Regions from separate parts of the Gossypium arboreum genome. Here regions 1 and 2 are each linked to region 3. A link is a contact called in public Hi-C data. All regions are on one chromosome and are shown on one strand. The core of a region is the stretch at or near the end of the contact, and the rest is flanking DNA. Distances in the headings are between cores, read along the strand shown.

Evidence for each region. A called contact is a pair of places that touch in the nucleus more often than the background predicts.
Region 1: a Hi-C map of leaf shows a contact between it and region 3, with 2.6 times the contacts expected there. The contact joins the enhancer-like site here to the promoter of LOC108464375 in region 3. A contact is called at or near these places in 2 of 5 Hi-C or Micro-C datasets (both in leaf).
Region 2: a contact with region 3 is called in a Hi-C map of leaf, with 3 times the contacts expected there. The contact joins the promoter of LOC108463187 here to the promoter of LOC108464375 in region 3. A contact is called at or near these places in 2 of 5 Hi-C or Micro-C datasets (both in leaf).

Annotation. Positions count from the first base shown.
Region 1 is chr2:101,622,969-101,625,763 of ASM2569848v2, reverse strand. No RefSeq gene overlaps it. Among protein-coding and RNA genes, the nearest start is that of LOC128283872, 46 kb to the left of the region's middle. Within about 2 kb of position 1,428, at least 2 of the 2 cell types and tissues checked have an H3K27ac peak or open chromatin away from gene starts, as enhancers often do. A contact at or near this core is called in leaf, where this site is marked.
Region 2 is chr2:101,671,616-101,674,415 of ASM2569848v2, reverse strand. It overlaps LOC108463187 (myb-related protein 308-like), which reads left to right and starts at 1,340. Exons shown (of 2, transcript XM_017763134.2): 1 at 1,340-2,134; 2 at 2,239-2,800. The coding sequence starts at 1,872. The coding sequence ends at 2,770.
Region 3 is chr2:101,465,628-101,468,327 of ASM2569848v2, reverse strand. It overlaps LOC108464375 (26S proteasome non-ATPase regulatory subunit 4 homolog), which reads right to left and starts at 1,408. Exons shown (of 7, transcript XM_053025070.1): 1 at 1,153-1,408. LOC108467181 reads right to left here. Exons shown (of 3, transcript XM_017767735.2): 2 at 2,378-2,700; 3 at 1,845-2,294. The coding sequence ends at 2,034.

The sequences.
Region 1 (2,795 bases), core at 179-2,678, 160 kb before region 3:
CAAAGGTTTATTGCAAAAGGACTTGTGTTGGCGGGCTGGTTCGAGGGAAAGCATTTTAATCTCAGAGCATGCATGGATTCTAGGTTTAATTAATTACAAATTATGTGATGACATGCAAAATAATGTTGTTTCCTTTGTGGCGTAACTTATTGATAATACTACGAGAGATTGGAATAAGGAGATTGTGCTCAATACCTTCTCGTCTAAGGATACGAAATGAATTCTGTGGATACTATTAGCCAAGGAATAGGGGAAAAGCCAAAGCAATTTATTAAGGGGGAGTTGAATGAAATTTTAATTTTGTATAGTCTATATTTTTATAATTTTTAAGTATTAAATTAATTTTTTATATTTTTACGGGGTCAAAATGTAATTTTATATTTACTAATTTAAAATCTTAAAAATATTAAAAAATTTAAATAATAATTTTTTATTTTAAGGGGCCGAGGCCCATGCCAGCCCATGCCAGCCCCCTAGAATCGCCTCTACCAAGGAGCTGACATGATGACTTTGTGGTGTAGCAGGGTGAACACTGGATGACTTACAGACCATTTCTAATGCTTTTTATAGGAAGCTCTAGAGCCTTAAACTTCCCACTAAGATTAAGATTATAATCTGGAGAATTGCTAACAATTATATCCCTACATTTACAAATCTGAACCTTCAACCTTGGTGATTAATACTGTCTGCCCTCGATGTACGGGGGGTATGGAAAATTGGGACCATGTTTTTAGAAATTGCCTTGTATTAGTAGAAGTAAGGTCACAATTAGGCCTTCGTTGGGTTTTAAACAGAGCAGATTTGGGCCGGTAATCACCATACTAGGAGGATGTTTGGAGGAGCACTATGGGCAATCTGGTTAGATAGAAACAAAACGGGTTCATGAACTGGACAGAAGATCGCAAATGATTTACTTTGCAACTTAGTGGAAATTGATAAATCAGAGTTAGATGGGCCTACAAGAATGAGTGCGAATGACCAGTGGCTTCCCCCATATGGTGAACTCATCAAAGTTAATTTTGATGAGGCTTTTGACAAAGATTGTCTTGAATCTTGCTCTAGAATTGTGGCAAGAAACACTGGTGGTTGGGTTCGGGTCTCACGAACAATACTTCATGAAAAAGTTGCGTCCGCTTTCGCTGCAGAGGCCCTTGCATGTTCTTGGGCAGTACAAATAAGTATGGAAATGGGTTGGTCAGATCTCATCTTTGAAGAGGACTCGTTATCAGTTGTTAATAAATGTCGAATAAATTCCCTTGATAAGTCGGAAATTGGTGCTTATAAAAGGAATATTCAACAAGTTTCGAAAAAATTCTGGTGGGTGCGATTTCAACATGTGAACAGGAAAGCCAATCAACTTTCTCATATACTAGCGACAGAATGTTTAAGAAGGAATGAGCAAACTTACATGGAAGGTGGGGTTTCCAGATTTGGCGGACGGAGAATGGAAGACGACTGGCCGCGCGAACCAGATTGAAGGAGTTATTGTGTTTAGGGCATGGAAGAATCGGGAACGATGGAAAATAAATGGAAGAGGGTTTTTGGTTCTCTTGGAAGATGTAACCGCTTGGTCTTGAAATGTGGAAATGAATTGATGCAGCTTTTTTCATCATTGAATGTGGCTGGTCAATCTTTTGGTCTGCTTTATTTGTATTTTGAATTATTTTTCCTTAATTTGTTTTAGGACTGGTTGGTTTTGGGCATTATGTTGTTGGGTCAGGTTATTTATGCTTTCTTTCTTTGCTTTTAAGCCTGTCAATTTTGGGTCTTATTCTGTTTTGTTTTTCTTTTGTATATTAATAAAATCTAGCCCATTTATTGATTAAATTATTAATTTAATATACTTTTATTAATACACATACACATGTTTATTTAAAATAATTTTTAATTTTCATTTAAAAATATTTGGGATAGTTTGTGTTTAAAAATAATATATATTGATTAAATAATTGTTGGGATAATTTCTGTTTTAAAAATAAAGTATATTGATAAAAATTATTGTTAAATTTTGTGCAATTTTTAAATAGGATAAAAATAAATTTTATACTTGTGAAAATTTGAACAATTTTTAAAACGATAAAAAATTAAATTTTATACTTAAATTTTAGGCAGTCAATGTGGAAAGAAATTAGTATTTCCATCTCAGTTAGGAGTTTGACACCTTGTATTATATATATATATAAAATATTAGAGATATTTGTGGGTTAAGTTAAGACACTTTGAGATTTGATTTAGGTATGATATTAACACACTTTATGTTTACGAAACCTCTCATATTTGTAATTATTTAATCCAAACTTATTTCAGGCTCATCCATATTTTCTTTATAAAATTTAAAAAATATGTTTGTATTATTTTTAAATTTAATATACATGCTTATTTATTAAAATTTTATATACAGTCATCTTAACATTTTAATGTTTCCATTAAAATAGTTTTATAAAAATAACATAAAATAAAACATTAAACAAGTCTAATTTTTTTCAAGTCCATTTTTGAGTTTTTTTTCTAAATTCCCTCAAATCACGAGAGCTTTTAGACTTGAGCGAGTAATTTAGTCCATAAATAAGTTTATTCTATATGTGATATATTTAATTTTTAAAGATTATTTTATTATTGAAAAAATATAATTTTGAGCTCACTTCTAAATAAATATTTTTAAAAAACAAAAAAACAGAAAAGTAAGATGGAGCAATCCTTAAATAACTAATTTTATATTTACTTAGCAGACAGATGAATAACCTGGTTTGCTGATGATTTAATTTGTGATTATGGCGCATTAGACTTTGAACATC
Region 2 (2,800 bases), core at 91-2,590, 210 kb before region 3:
TGTTTTGATCCATCATTTTTTAGCCCATTCTTAATTTTCTTTTTTCCCCTTATGATGTAAAATTCAATTTGTTGTTTGTTCAAATGTTGAGAAACAAAACAAAATGGATAAGCATAGGTGGGTTTTTAGTTAAAAATAAAGATAATAAAAGTAGAAAAAAATAAAAATCTTAAATGGTGACCCTGTCTGTCCCCCCCTCCCCCATCCCCGTATAGTTGAACAACAAATAAGGCCAGGTATTGGACTAGTTGCAAGGACAGTCAGAAAGGTGAAAAAAGTAGGTGAAATCTCCCCCTCTCCCCCAGTCCTAAAAACAACTTGTTCTCATCATCCTTACCTCTTACCATCCACTTGAATTTCATGATGAGAGAGAGAGAGAGGGGGGGAGAGTTTTGTTATGTGTGGTGGTGGGTGACAAATATCAGTATGCAAATTGGAGAGGGAAAGATAGAAAACAACAAAAAGGGTGAAAAAAAGAATCAACCTTTCCCATCCCTAACCTCACTGCTGCCCATTTGTTGCCTAAACTTAAACCACAAGGTTTGGGGGGAAGAACCAAAAAGAAATAAAAAGGAAAGTGGAAGGTGGAAGGTGAACCAAAGCCCACAAACAAAGACAACCACAACCACACTCATATAATATTAGACTTATTTTAGAGTATTTATCTTTTCCCTATTCTCCCTTTTTCTTTCATCATCATCCTGCCCCTGAACCCCAACCTCCAAGTCTTCTAGAACCACCCCCCTTTTCTCTCTCCTGCATGATGATGGTATACCAATAGAATAAAGATCCACAACTACCACCCTATTTCATGATTTCTTCACTAATATATCCTATCCACCTCTCCATTTCACTAATATAGCAACCTTTTATATATATATATATATATGTTTTCCCACCAACATATAAAAAATACTTCCAGCTTCAAGATTTGATTTTTCTTGTAAACCAAAACTAGTCAACTGGACAACATTTAGTGTCATATATTTACACAAAAATAATTCTGTAATGGAGCTTAATATTATAGTTAAGGTTCTTTAATCTTATAGTATTCAGACTTTTGAGTCATAGCACTCTCTTTCTAATTCTTTTTCAATTACAAAAGAGATCACACCGGTTAATAAAGAAAAAAAATGGTGATAGATAGATATTGAGATTTAAATCCGGAAAACCTTTGGTAAGGATGGATGTTAGTTCCAACAACATGATAAAATATTTAAGTTGAACATGTACTCTGGTACATGTTGTCTAATTTGAGTTGGGGGAAAGATTATGAAAGCTAACTAAATTATTAATCTAAAGTAGTACAGGTTTAGACAAAGGGCCAAAGGTAGGGAAAAAAAACTATTATAGAAAAAGAATGGGGTGGGAGAGAGCAGAGATCACACTTTGTCCTACCCATGCTTTAATACCTTACTTTACACCTACCTAAAGGTTACCTACAGTTAATATATATCCCTTTTAACTTATTATATATGATTGATGCTAATATCATCAAGAGAGAGGCTACCAGCCACTCCCCTCAAACCTGTCTCACCAACTCACATCTAGAAGCTAAAATTAGGGTCACTGCGCTCTTTCTCTTTCTGGTTGTGTGTGTGTGTAATAGTCAAAAGGCTATATAAAAAAGCATCTAAAGTGCTCTCAAAGGGCCGGCCTCAATGTTCCTGCAACACAAAAAACAAGGCCTCCATTTCATTTTCCACCCTTACTACTTCTCCTAGATTCTAAATATAATATATACACACACATATATATGATATCATAGTATATTTTATACTAGTTTGTATAGTATTGAAAAACTGCAAACGTAGGCTACTAGTGCTGCTAGTTTCCACAAGTTGAAAAAGGTTTCTTTGTGTTACTGAATTATGGGAAGGTCTCCTTGTTGTGAGAAAGCTCATACGAACAAAGGTGCGTGGACTAAAGAAGAAGATGATCGCCTCATAGCTTACATCCGAGCCCATGGTGAAGGTTGCTGGCGTTCACTCCCTAAAGCTGCTGGCCTTCTCCGCTGTGGCAAAAGTTGTAGACTTCGTTGGATCAATTACTTAAGACCTGATCTTAAACGTGGCAATTTCACTGAAGAAGAAGATGAGCTCATTATCAAGCTGCACAGCCTTCTTGGTAACAAGTAAGTGTTGTATATATATAGATAGATGATATATTCAACTTTGTTAGTGTGTGGTGCTTGAAATTTTGATTGGTTTTTTATGGGGGATTCCTTGAATTTTATAGGTGGTCTCTTATAGCGGGGAGATTACCAGGAAGAACAGATAATGAGATAAAGAATTACTGGAACACGCATATAAGAAGGAAGCTATTGAGCAGAGGTATTGATCCAGCAACTCACAGACCACTCAATGAGGCTTCTCAGGATGTAACAACAATATCTTTCAGTGGTGCCAAAGAAGAGAAAGAGAAGATTAATACTAACAGCAATAATAACCCTATTGGATTTATCACCAAAGCTGAAAAGAGAATCCCAGTTCAAGAAAGGTGTCCGGACTTGAATTTGGACCTCAGAATTAGCCCTCCTTATTACCAGCAAACCCAACCAGAGTCATTCAAAACTGGAGGAAGAACTCTTTGTTTTATTTGCAGCTTGGGAGTTAAAAACAGCAAAGATTGCACTTGCAGCACCATTACTACTGCTGCTGGTAGCAGCAGCAGTAGCAGTAGCCACAGCAACAGCAACAACAGCAGTGGTTATGATTTCTTAGGCTTGAAAGCTGGTATCTTGGAATATAGAAGTTTGGAAATGAAATAATAGAGTGAAAATTTGGATTTTTAACTATGT
Region 3 (2,700 bases), core at 159-2,658:
ACTGAATTTAATCTATCCGAAAACAAACTGCAAAAAATTTCAACATGCCTAACCTTTATCTTCAAGTATAACAGTAACATGGAAAATCAAAACACAAATTTCAGCAGAGCATATATATTGCCACAATAGTTCAAAGAAGCCATACTTTATTTACGATGTTAGCTTAAACAAACTCTATCTTCGAATATGACTCAAAATAAAAGAGAAAATGGGTAAATTTCAGGTACTGTGCATGCAAGAGAAGATTTTGCCTAGATCACTGGTAGGAGTAGCCGACTGTGTTTTCTGGATTGGACTGCCATTAATTTATTAAAGGCAAAATCAAATTTCCCGTTTGCCATTAAGAAAAGGAAACACCTAGGGGACCTTTGGTTCATGGAATGTAAGATTACGATAATATGATTTACTTAGCACATCACAGAGTATGTTACATTATCCTATATGGTTTATTATTTGTTGATAGGAATGTAAGATTATTTGAAAGCACATTTTACTAAATTATCATTTTATAGAATTTTTTTCTTTTTGAACATATATAATAAGTAAAGAAGTCAAAACAATTTTATACATCATTAACATGAAAATTGTTTCTTTCACTACCGATGAATTTCTAAAGTTCACAATAAAATTAACAAAATAGCATCTCTCTCTCGAAATACATTGAAAATTTTATATTCTTAATTCAAATATGAAAAAGAAAGTTTTGGGCAAAGCTTTCTGCCAATTCAATCCAAAGATATAAATATTAATATAATTTTGTTAAAGTACAAAAGAAATGCTAATCTGGCTCCGGATTCTGGTTTTGTTCAAAGCTAAGGGAAAGAAGCAAGAACAAAGAAAAAGGAGATTTTTCTTTTAATCAGACTTGATATTTTCTTTGGTTTGAAGTCTAAAATTAACCAAAATTATAAAAAAAAGTAGTAATAAAATTATCCCGAAGTAAATCTAAGATTACTAAAGAAGAATGGTAGGGAGATTACTCAGATATTCCAAAATCTTGACACGGCTGGAAATATAAGAATAATGGCTCTTCGAAATCCAAATGTGGTAATGAGTTATTCTGGCATCTTACATTACCAAGCGCCACAAAGGTAACTACATCCATAAATAAATAAGATAAATGGAATAGGTTAAGGTAAAGCAGTAATTTACCTGGGTTTTAGCACCACAGGTAAGACTAATGGCATCAGTTTGAGCTTGAAATCGAGACGGAGAATAATCGTTGTTTCGCATCCATTCCGAGTTATCAATGCATATCTTAGTCGCCTGATTAAAACCCATAAATTGAAGAAAGGGATCAAGGAGGAATCTTTAGCATTGCTTTACCTCGAGCACCATTGTTTGTGAATTCGAAGATAGAAGAGTAGCGTTGAAATAGAAGAAAACCCGAGATTTTACTTGATTTTTAGTGCACTGCCCCCTGTTTGTGTTTATTCCGGGGACAAATTTAAGTGCTCAACACTTTAACTTTTCACTTTTACCAATACACCCCTCTTGCTAGTTTTACCGCTTCATCACTTCAACTATTAACTTTTTCATTAAATTATTAATAAATTTACAATTTCTTCACTTAACCAGTGATTTATCCATTAAATTATTAGTAACTTTACAATTTCTTCACTTAAATTTAATTTTTCATTTTACTAGATTGTTAAATTTCTTTTAAAGTCTGATTCGATGGATAAATATACATTTCAAGTCCTTATCCCCTTAATACATGCATAAAACAGGCAATGATGATCATAAAATGAAATCAACCTTTACCAAGATGAGTCTTTCTCTTCACTCTTTACTAGCCAATTTTCATTAAAAACAAACTCACTCTTGTATGAAGTAAAAAAGAGTGAAAAACATTAAAACAGTTAGATCTTTATTGAACAAGCCTAAAAATAAGTGTACAATGCAACAATTTGAATGTGATGATGGTATGCACAAATTTGCCAATAGGCCGTTAACAACCCCATACAGACACCAAAACCAAATGACAAATCAACAACACATTATTTTGAAGTTACAAACATACAAGGACATGTCTATACATCAAGTGTTCTAGATGGGTAGGATGATCGACTGTTCCTACTGATTGGTAACTGAACGTAAACATCATGAACCTCATGCTTGTACACTTCCCCTCTATCTCTATCAATTGCGTAGCAGATGTAAACAGTGTCAATCACATTGTCCAACACATGGACGAAGAATCCCAGTACCAGGATTAGCAGCACCCACGCAAGAGCCGCGACGGTGTACATGTTAACCCCTAGATCACTAACACCCTTTAAGATCGCACAGACCTGCATTTTAGGAATGTGATTGTCAGGTAATTCAAGTAAATGAAGGGGGAGAAGGATAAGAAGGAAGTGTATCAGAGACTCACTGCAATTGCATAAACTGCTGAAAGGACAAAAATAACTCCTGCTAATAAACGAGTTGATACGGTCTCCACAAAAACAGCAGAGAGTAAGTTACGTCTTAGAAGCTCGTATGTCATCCTCGCAGAGGTGCAATATGCCTCGCCAGTTATTGCCGCAAAGTTGATAGTGAACTTGTTAAGAAAGTCTATCGCAGACAGTAGGGCATTAACACAACACCGGAGAACAAGATTCACTATCCCAGGAACATCTTCTTCTCTTGCACTATCAACAGCAGCACGCACCACTCGAACAACAAAGACAAGTAATCCAGATAGACAGATGGTGC